Linked DNA regions of Mus musculus: all the other regions are linked to region 2. The links are chromatin contacts, called in public Micro-C and promoter capture Hi-C maps. All regions are on one chromosome and are shown on one strand. Each heading gives the region's core, a stretch centred on a gene start, on an enhancer-like site or on the middle of the called end of the contact. The rest is flanking DNA. Distances are from core to core; before and after follow the strand shown. Region 1 holds the start of Tpbgl (trophoblast glycoprotein-like). Region 2 holds the start of Pgm2l1 (phosphoglucomutase 2-like 1). Region 3 holds the start of Klhl35 (kelch-like 35).

Evidence for each region. A called contact is a pair of places that touch in the nucleus more often than the background predicts. Capture Hi-C pulls out chosen DNA fragments and counts their contacts.
Region 1: a contact with region 2 is called in a Micro-C map of embryonic stem cells, with 7 times the contacts expected there. The contact joins the promoter of Tpbgl here to the promoter of Pgm2l1 in region 2. A contact is called at or near these places in 3 of 39 promoter capture datasets (the 3T3-L1 cell line, hippocampal neurons and liver) and 1 of 484 Hi-C or Micro-C datasets (embryonic stem cells).
Region 3: a promoter capture Hi-C map of adipose tissue shows a contact between it and region 2, with 4 times the contacts expected there. The contact joins the promoter of Klhl35 here to the promoter of Pgm2l1 in region 2. A contact is called at or near these places in 1 of 39 promoter capture datasets (liver), 1 of 115 datasets of contacts at active chromatin or transcription factors (microglia) and 1 of 9 other capture datasets (adipose tissue).

What each region holds. Positions count from the first base shown.
Region 1 is chr7:99,625,325-99,628,449 of GRCm38.p6, reverse strand. Tpbgl (trophoblast glycoprotein-like) reads left to right here and starts at 1,347. Exons shown (of 1, transcript NM_001195529.1): 1 at 1,347-3,125. The coding sequence starts at 1,802. The coding sequence ends at 2,956.
Region 2 is chr7:100,226,042-100,229,257 of GRCm38.p6, reverse strand. It overlaps Pgm2l1 (phosphoglucomutase 2-like 1), which reads right to left and starts at 1,651. Exons shown (of 14, transcript NM_027629.3): 1 at 1,224-1,651. The coding sequence starts at 1,334. Gm34877 (a long non-coding RNA gene) reads left to right here and starts at 1,853. Exons shown (of 3, transcript XR_869834.3): 1 at 1,853-2,128.
Region 3 is chr7:99,464,641-99,467,659 of GRCm38.p6, reverse strand. It overlaps Klhl35 (kelch-like 35), which reads right to left and starts at 1,656. Exons shown (of 7, transcript NM_028145.1): 1 at 1,556-1,656.

The sequences.
Region 1 (3,125 bases), core at 98-2,597, 600 kb after region 2:
GCCTCCCGTGCACATGCATGCACATCCAAGTAAGAATAAATTTGATAGACCACACATGGGCATGTGTAAGTCTGTTTGTGTAAAGTTTGCCTTTTTGTGTAGAGGCACACGTGTGTAAACTCAGGTGGCCATGTATACAGACATGTCCAGCTCTAAAAGCTACTACTGTCATCTGCTAGCATCTGGAGGTTATCATGGAGACAGGACTAGGTCAATATGAGCTGAGGGAGTCCAGCAAGATCACCAGCCTGGTCCTTAGTGTTGGTATTTGCCTGAGACCCAGGGAATGCAGGATATGCCTCAGAAAGTGGTTTCAATTTGCTGGTCGATCTTCTAAATGCAACTTCAGGGAAGAAACCAACCAGTAGTCTTCAGTTCAGGAGAAAGAGACTGACTGATGCTTATGGGGAGGAGGGGAGCCTCTATCCCAACCAGCTCTGCCAAGTAAGATACTCGAATGGCCTGCAGATCAAATGTCAGCTTCTCCAACCTGAATAATTCATGCCAAGACCAGGAATGCTCCCTCCTCTGGAGTCTGTCTCTTTAAATCAGGTCTTGAGCTTCTCAATTCTGGAGGAAAAAAAAAGTAAATAAGTAAAACCCAGAAAGAAAGAAAAACAAAACAAAACAAAACAAGCCTATTAACAGCTCAGCCCCCACCTCAGCCCTGGATTTTACCACACCCCCACCCTCCACTACAAAATCAGTTCCTGATTTTCCTGCTCCTAGAGCCCTCTCCCCAACCGGCACACCACTCAATATTGACTGGTAGGGCAATTTGGAGGGGAAGGGGCACAGTATCCTGGCAGTACTCAGTGCTGGGGCGGGGTGGGCAAGCAAAGAGCTGAATCACTCCACCCACCGCTCCCTGAGCCTAGGAGGGGCCCAGCCTGAAAGGTGGAACCAATGGGAGTGGTCTTGGCAGAGGCAGAGCAGCCTGAATTAGGGCGCGGGAGATGTGGGGACAGAGGGTGTTTTAGAACATAGAAGAGGGTCGATAAAAGACTGGACACACAGGACCTGCAGAGTTTTAGACACAGCCTAAGGGAACTGGGTTCGCAAAGGAGACATCCAAGGCTAGGGATTTTCCAGGCTCGCTCCCTTAGCACAGCTCCTTTCCTTGACTACAAGAAGAGTAACTTTGTCAGCCCACCCCTCAGCCCTGCCTCCTTTTCTAGGGACAGCTCTAAACTCTCCCACCTTCTCTGGGTGCACAGATCCACCTGCCAGGTCAGCCCTGAGGGCCCCGCCCCACGTGTGCTTCGGAGGGAGGAGGAAAGAAGCTGCCTAAACGAAGGGGGTGGGGAAAGAAGCAAGTCAGAGCTTGGGGAGCCAAACTTCTCAGCAGCTCGTGAACTAGAGAGCAGGGGAGCAAGAGAGCGCAGCGGCCCTAAGCCTGCATCTCCGGAGCCTCCCACCCCGCCTCCCTTGCGAGGAGGTGCGGAGACTCCGCTGGGGGCGGAGGAGGCGGCCAGGAGGCGGGGAGGGGGAGGCAAACCCTGCCCACTCGGCTCGGAGCCCGGAACAGCCGCGGAAGTCGGAGGCCGGAGCGCAGGGCGACGAGGGCAGCGAGGGCGGGGGGCTCCGCTCCCCGCCTGACCCCTGTAGCCCCCAGCCATCAAAGTGAAGGCTCCTCGGACTTTACAAGCTGGAGGACGGACCGGTCGGAACTGTCAGCTGCTCCGGGTCAAGGTCTAGCCCACAGCCACCTTCCCGTGCCACCCCCATCCCATCATCTCCAAACGCTCCCAATTCACTGGTGAGCGCTGCGGGCCGGGGGCTGGATGCGGGGACGGCCGCGATGGCCCCGCGCGCGGGACAGCGGGGGCTCTGGAGCCCGCTGCCAGGGCTGCTGCTCTTGGCGGCGGCGCTGAGCCGGCCCGCCGCGCCCTGTCCCTTCCAGTGTTACTGCTTCGGCAGCCCCCGGTTAATGTTGCGCTGCGCGTCGGGCGCGGAGCTCCGGCAGCCGCCCCGGGACGTGCCACCCGACGCGCGCAACCTCACCATCGTGGGCGCCAACCTGACCGTGCTGCGCGCCGCAGCCTTCGCGGGAGGGGGCGAGGGGGCGACGGACGGCGTGCGCCTACCGCTCCTTACCGCGCTGCGCCTCACACACAACAACATCGAGGTAGTAGAGGACGGTGCCTTCGACGGGTTGCCCAGCCTGGCGGCACTCGACCTAAGCCACAACCCGCTACGCGCCCTGGGCTACCGCGCCTTTCGCGGGCTGCCTGCGCTGCGCTCACTACAGCTCAATCACGCGCTGGCTCGAGGCAGCCCCGGGATGCTGGATGCACTGGACGCCGCTCTGGCCCCCCTGGCCGAGCTTCGCCTGCTGGGCTTGGTAGGCAACGCGCTGAGCCGCCTGCCACTCGCCGCGCTGCGCCTGCCCCGCCTGGAGCAGCTGGATGCGCGTGTCAACGCGCTGGCCGGCCTGGGCCCGGACGAGCTGAGCGCGCTTGAGCGCGATGGCGACCTGCCCCAGCCGCGCCTGCTGCTGGCGGACAACCCACTGAGCTGTGGGTGCACCTCGCGCCCCCTGCTGGCCTGGCTGCACAACGCCACCGAGCGCGTACCCGACGCGCGCCGCCTGCGCTGCGCTTCCCCGCGCGTACTGTTGGACCGGCCTCTGATAGACCTGGACGAGGCGCGACTAGGTTGCTCCGACGGCGATGCACACGAGAGCGGGGAAGGGATAGACGTCGCCGGCCCGGAGTTGGAAGCCTCTTACGTCTTCTTCGGGCTGGTGCTGGCACTCATCGGCCTCATCTTCCTCATGGTGCTCTACCTAAACCGCCGCGGCATCCAACGCTGGATGCACAATTTGCGCGAGGCCTGCAGAGATCAGATGGAGGGCTACCACTACCGCTACGAGCAGGATGCAGACCCACGCCGCGCGCCTGCTCCGGCCGCCCCTGCCGGCTCCCGGGCCACTTCTCCAGGCTCGGGTCTCTGAGCATCACCTCCCTAGTGGGAGGCTGTTCCTATCAGCTGATGACTTTACTTGGGCCATGCAGCCTTTCTCTGCCTGGCCTGGGCCCCGGAGATAACACACTTACGAGTTTGGATCTCTGAGACCTTTGGATCAATCGTAGTATCTCTCCCATACAGAAATTCCAAGGTGT
Region 2 (3,216 bases), core at 402-2,901:
GTAACACCAAATACTTTATTGTAATTGCTTATTTGTTGGACTTCCTTATCTACGAACTAAAGGCTTGCTGACGGCAAGAACTCTTTCTATCTTTCTCACCACCAGCATTTCCTGTCTGGCCTAGAACACTCAGTATTTAGTTGGGTTTTTTTGTTTGTTTGTTTTGTTTTGTTTCCCTTCTTAAATGCATAGATACCTGGAAAAAAATGAAAATAAACTTTTTCAGAAAGCTAATTAAGTAGTTCTTTTGTATAACAAAATCTCACATACCTCCATACAAACCCCTTAATTCAGTTTTAAATGTGCTGCCTTTTTTGTTTTAGCAGCTGTATCATATGCACTTGAGAAAACAAACACTGGGATTATCATCCCACCCTCTGAAAAAGCCTCCAAGAGCCTCGTTTACAAGTGAAAAGGATGCATTTTAATTCTAGCTTTCACCAACCCACCCTATATACCTGCACAAGGGGAGGGAGAGAGAAGAAACGATGGCATCAGCAATTCTGAAATTCCTAAGCAATTCCTAAATATCTGATCAGAATCTGCCTTTTAAGATTTGAGAATGGTGCAAATTCTATCAGTACAACTAGACTATTCTAGATGTCCATGACAATTTTTTGAACAGGATACTTCCAATAAATAACTGCCGGCAGAGGAATGAAATAAGAGGAGAACCCTTGTCACATTTAATAGCAAAAGGTGATACCAGAAAATAAGAGTGAAATAGACTAGCGAATACCTAGCCAGCGATTACCTAGTGACAGAGGGTGGAAACACAGCAGAGCAACATAGTGAGTGGTTAGTAACGTTCAAGAACCAGAAGCCACTTTCTGGTTCTGCAGAGAAGGAAGTCAAAGGAGAAAGAGGAAAGGTGATGGATGCATAGTACACAGAGGATAACTTACAACGATGAGAATGAGGACGAAGTATTTTGACCATGAGAGATGATACTCACTGGAAGGGAAGGGGCAGCAAGGGAGGAAGCGGGACTGCGGTGTAGCCTACCACAAAAGAAAGAGACTGCAGTCGTCCCTGCCCAGCCCAGCCCGCCGGGGAAAGCAGCCCCTGCATAGGTGAGAGGCATCGCCCAACTCCACTAGCCCTGCGCTGGCTGGAGCCATCTCCCCTGGAGCCTCCAGAGCCCTGGGTGGGTACCGGAAAGGGTGGACTGTGCGAGGGTGAGCAGAAAGAGGGGACAGATGCCGGGGTGACCAGGTACCCACCTTGTCCCAACGCAGCCACTGCCCGATGGCCGTGTCTAGCTGGGGGTCCCCAGTGAGGTAGGGGGCGTGGAGCAGGTTAGAGTTCAGGTCATCATCTGCGTTCTCAGCCATGGTAGACACACGGGTTTGCGGGCCCGAGGGGCGGGCGAAGACACTGAGTCAGGGGGGCTCTAGGTGCGCTCACCAGGGTCCAGAAACCCCCTCCTTGACGAAGGGCATCGGAGACCAACCGCGAGCTGTTCAGTCCGCGCCAGCTCCTGCCGCAGCTCCAGCGAACCCGGAGAGAGGGCGGAGACAGGACAGCCGCCTCCCAGCAGACTAGCTCCGGATCTCAGCTCGAACTGACTGAGGCGGGCGTGAGGCGAGAGAACAACAACAGTCCCAGATGTCTGGGTCGCCGCCTTCGCCCGCGCCGCCTTAGGCCCCGCCCCCGCGCCGCCCGCGCCGCCCCCGCCCGCCCCGGCCCGTCCGAGTGCCCGAGGCATGAGGCGCGAGCCCGGGAGCGCGCGCCCCGCACCTCCGCTGCAGCGTTTGCTGTCCGCTGAGGCGACAGTGCACAGCTGGCTTTGTTTTTTTAATGCCGTTCCTCAGCTGTCTTTCCCTTATCACCCGCCCCGCACTCGCACGTGCGCCTCCACCTGGTGTCCCCGTCGTCTCAAGCAGCCCGCCTCTGCACTCACTAGGAGAGTCCCCGGCGCGCGCAGGCCCCACCCTCTTCGCCTCAGGGCTTGGTCTCGCTTGGGAGCCCAAAGTGGCGCGCGTGACGCCTCACGGGAGTTGTAGTTTTCCCCGGTTCCCCGAGTTCTGTACACCCGTTGCCTTTCCCTTCCCTCGGAGAGAAAAAGCACCACCTGTTCCCTGACGCTTCTTACTTATGTTGTGCAGTGGTGGTCTCCTGCTTTAAGGTAAAAAAGGAATGACGTAAGGAACAACGGTATCTATTTGTACTTGAAAGTTTACGAGTCGTTTTTTGTCATTTCATTCATCCTGTGTGGTAGGTTGTATGTATATTCCTTTCCCACTTTACACAGAAGGAACTGAAAGGCAAACCGAATTTTCTGAGCAGTAGCGTTCCTGAGAAATGAATGCGGGTTTCAGTCTGTTATGTTACCTCAGCTGGCAGTTGTTTTTGTTCAGTTGTAGCCGCGGAATAGAGGTAGAGAGAATATAATGTCTGGAAAATAGATAAGAAGGTTGTCAGATGATGGGTCAGCATTTAACCCTATTTTAAGAATGTACAAACATCATAAAATTCATGAACAAGTAGGAATACAGAGGAAAAAAGAAATGAACACCTTCACTTTCTTTCTTCTATAAATGTGCGCCTTTCAGGTCTCATTACTTGAGGCCAGAGAAATACTGAAGTCTTGTATATGGACCACTCTGCTTTCTCTGTTTTTGAGACAGGGTCTCCTCTATGGCTTTGGCTAGCCTTGAACATAATATACGCCAGGCTGAAATTGAACTCTTGAGTGCTGGAATTCCAGGTGTGCACCACCACACTGTGCCAAATACCTTCTTGGTGTGACTTGACCAAGTATATTAAAACTCTTCCTCATCAGCCTTTTGCTCTTGTAAGGATTATATAATATTTATAGCATGACAGTACAGTAATTGAAGAAATAGTTTTAGAGTGTTTTGAGGCTCAAAGATAAAAGACATAATAAATCCAAAGTATTCCTTTTATTTTTTAAAGACATCATTTGTTCTAATAAAATCCAAACTACTAGCATAAAATAATTGTATTGAGAGATTCTGAAAAATAATATATGTCATTGTAAGGGGTTGCAGTGTTTGCCTTAAAAATCAACAAAACAAGAATTATGCTAGGAGCTGATATTAGAAGAATATAAACAATTCCCTTCAAGAAGTAAAATCTAGGGCTGGAGTGATGCTTCAGCTGTTAAAGCTAGGGTCACAACCAAAATCCCCAGAAATAAAATCTGGAGAGATAGGATATGTGCAAGAATGTTTAGTCCACGATGAAGAGCTT
Region 3 (3,019 bases), core at 407-2,906, 760 kb after region 2:
TGTGCGCGTGTGTGTGTGCGTGCATGTGCGCGTGTGTGTGTTCGTGTCTTCTTTAGATCTCTTGTAGGTACTTTCCCTTGACCAAACTCTCCTCTATAGTAGTGTACTAGGAACTCAGTACTTAGCTCAAGGTCAAGTTCATGTATTATTTAAACTGGTGTTTATTAGAATGTGTGCGCGCGCGCATGTGCTGAACAGTCATAATTCCTGCCTTTCTGGATCTCAGAGCGAGGGCAGAGGTCCTTTGAGAGATCTCAGGAGAATTGGGGGAGCTCAGAAAGGATAATAAACACAGTTGGGGCAGAGATAGGAAAGAGATTCCTGAGATGGGCAGAATTAGCTGTGTAAAAGCAAGAGTGAGAGATGTTTCTAGTCTCCAGTGGGAAGATCCAGGTTCTAGGGACCACATGGAGCTATCATCCTCCTTTAGTCTGGTGTGATCTCACCTAGGCAAGCCACTGGCACCGTTTATGAAACAGAATAGTTAGAGTTCCTAGCCACAGAACTGTAACTATTGGATGAAGTATATAAAATTGCTGCATTTGTAGTATGCCCCAGTCATCGGCTTACCTTTTTACAGCATGGGGTGTGGGTAAGTTGACCCTTAGAGGAGTTGTGAGGAAGCAGCCATATGGAGGGAGCCTGCCCTTGAGAGGATTGCTGTGAGGGTCAGTGAAGGGGTGTGTATGAAAACGCACCACAGATTGCAGGCCGTTCACCCTGGTTAGGACTTGGTCCTTAAGAACACACAGTCAGTACTTGGCCTGGTCTGTAAATGGACCGAGGTCTCCTTTCTGTGGGAACTTACTCCATGGCTCATCTCTGCTTCTTATCTGCCTCTCCCTACCTACATTGTCCCATCTGCAGATCAGCCTGCCTCTCCTAGCCTATGCAGGACCATGTAGGTGGATCCCTTGCCTCAGAGTCATAAGAAATAAGTTCCTGGTGGACAAGGACTGTAGCCCAGATAGAGGCTGCCAGCCCAAGTCCACCATGTACCTGGAAGCCCTTGCCAGGGGGGAGGTGAGTCCTCAAGGAACGACCAGGCGTACACAGAGGGAAATGAGACAGGTTGTCAGAGTGCAGCAGGGCTGTCCTTAGCTAGCCTAGGACACAGCTACTCTCTAGGCTGAGACCCAGGAAGGCAGGTCTCAGCAAAAGGAGTCTGCCTGCTAGTGTGGTGGACTGTGCCAATACTTACGCATTCTACTGCCACCTCTGTCCTAGGCTGAGGGAACTGTAGGGACACGATAGTGGGAGACTCAGTTTCCACCATGGAGTCTATCGTCTGGGAGTCCAAGGATGCATGAGAAGTTAGGGATTCTGTCAGCATTCTTCCATCTCAGAGTCTCAGCCTGTGAAACTGGCTCAGTGAGCCACTATCCTGCTCTTACCCCGGATACACACACACACACACACACACACACACACACACACACACACCTCCACCCCCACATACACTCTTACACACCACACAGGCTCACACTTTGGGTGGACGCCCCTCAGAACAAGACACCACTTTAGCCAACTGCTAACCCAGGTACTTGGCTCTTACCTGGCCACGCCCTCTTCCTGGGACTGCTTCTCTGGCAGAGCTGCTCCTGTCTGTGCCTGCCGCTTGCCAGCTCTGCCTGCTTGCCTTGCAGCCTGAGCTGATTTTATTCTCGCTTTGCCTAGACTCCCACTTGGGCTCAGCTGCGGGAGGACAAAGGGTCTGTCTGGGCGCCAGGGGGGGAGGGGAGGAGAGGGAGCCGGTAGGAATGGGCACTGGGCTTTTGTTCCACTCTTGGGCCAGTTTTGGAAGGGAGGAGTGTAGATAAGCGTGGAATTGGTTGTGTGTTATGGTGGGCTGCGGTGTTTTGAAGGTTGGGGTGTCTGCTTCAGGTAGATGGGTGGTTATCAGTGTGTAGGTGTTTCTAGAACTTGTATGTGTGTGAGTGCATACACACAGTGACTGTAGTACTGGGGTGCTTGGGCTCTGGGGACATGTGACTACATAGCTTTGGATGTAACCAAGAATGTGGCTGCCTTTGTTGTGGATCCTGGTTTCCCTTCTGCCTCTTTGTCACCAACTCACACAGGTTCCTCCCTCACAGCGTTCCTGTCACTGTATTTGTGACTGGTCATTTGCATGTCGGGTTTGTGTGTGTAAGGAATGAGTATAAGGTGTCTGTGTGGACAGATGCTCATGCAGGTGTGACCAGGATCTTCTGGGTTGTGTGTATTGTGTGGTGTCCAAGTGGAAAGGACACAGTGGGAGCACGTGTTGGCACTGAGCACATTGAAGTGGATGGAGAGAGAATGGGATGGCTCTGAGTCCACCTGACCTCCCGGAGCCAGACAGTGTGGGTTTAGAGGGTGGTGTGGGACCTCTTGCTGCCTCTGTGAAGGACTGCAGGGCTTGTCACAGGAGCACAGCAATCCAGGGAGGAGGTGGCCTCCAATAGCGTCTGTCCTGTTGTGTCAGGACACTGTCACAGTTGTCATACTGTCACTGTCACAGTGTTGTCACTGGACAACACTGACTACATCGATGCCTGCCCCTCGGCCTGACGTCGCTCATCAGCAGGAGGGTAATGGTGACTCTGCCCTTTGTGTGGAGTTACCTCTGTGTGTTAGAGCCCGATACTGCCTGGCTCAGGTAGGCTTAGAGATCGTGGAAGATGGGAGATATTATGGTTTGGTATGAGTATAGAGTGTCCCCTGGAAGGCTTTATGGCGCCAGAGAGATGGCTCAGAGATAAAGGCACCTGCTTCTATGCCTGAGGATATCTGAAATCCACAAGGTGGAAGGAGAGAACCCATTCACATACATACTTGTAGCACACAGGTACCCATGCACATTCACACATCCGCACATAACAAATAAAAATGAGAAAAATTTAGATCAGGTGTAGTGTGGTACATGCTATTTATTTCAATACTCAGGATCTCTGCAAGTTCTGGGACAGCCTGGTCTACTTAGTGAATTCTGGGATAGCTCAGGGCTATATAGTGAGTCCCTGTCTCCAAAAAAAAT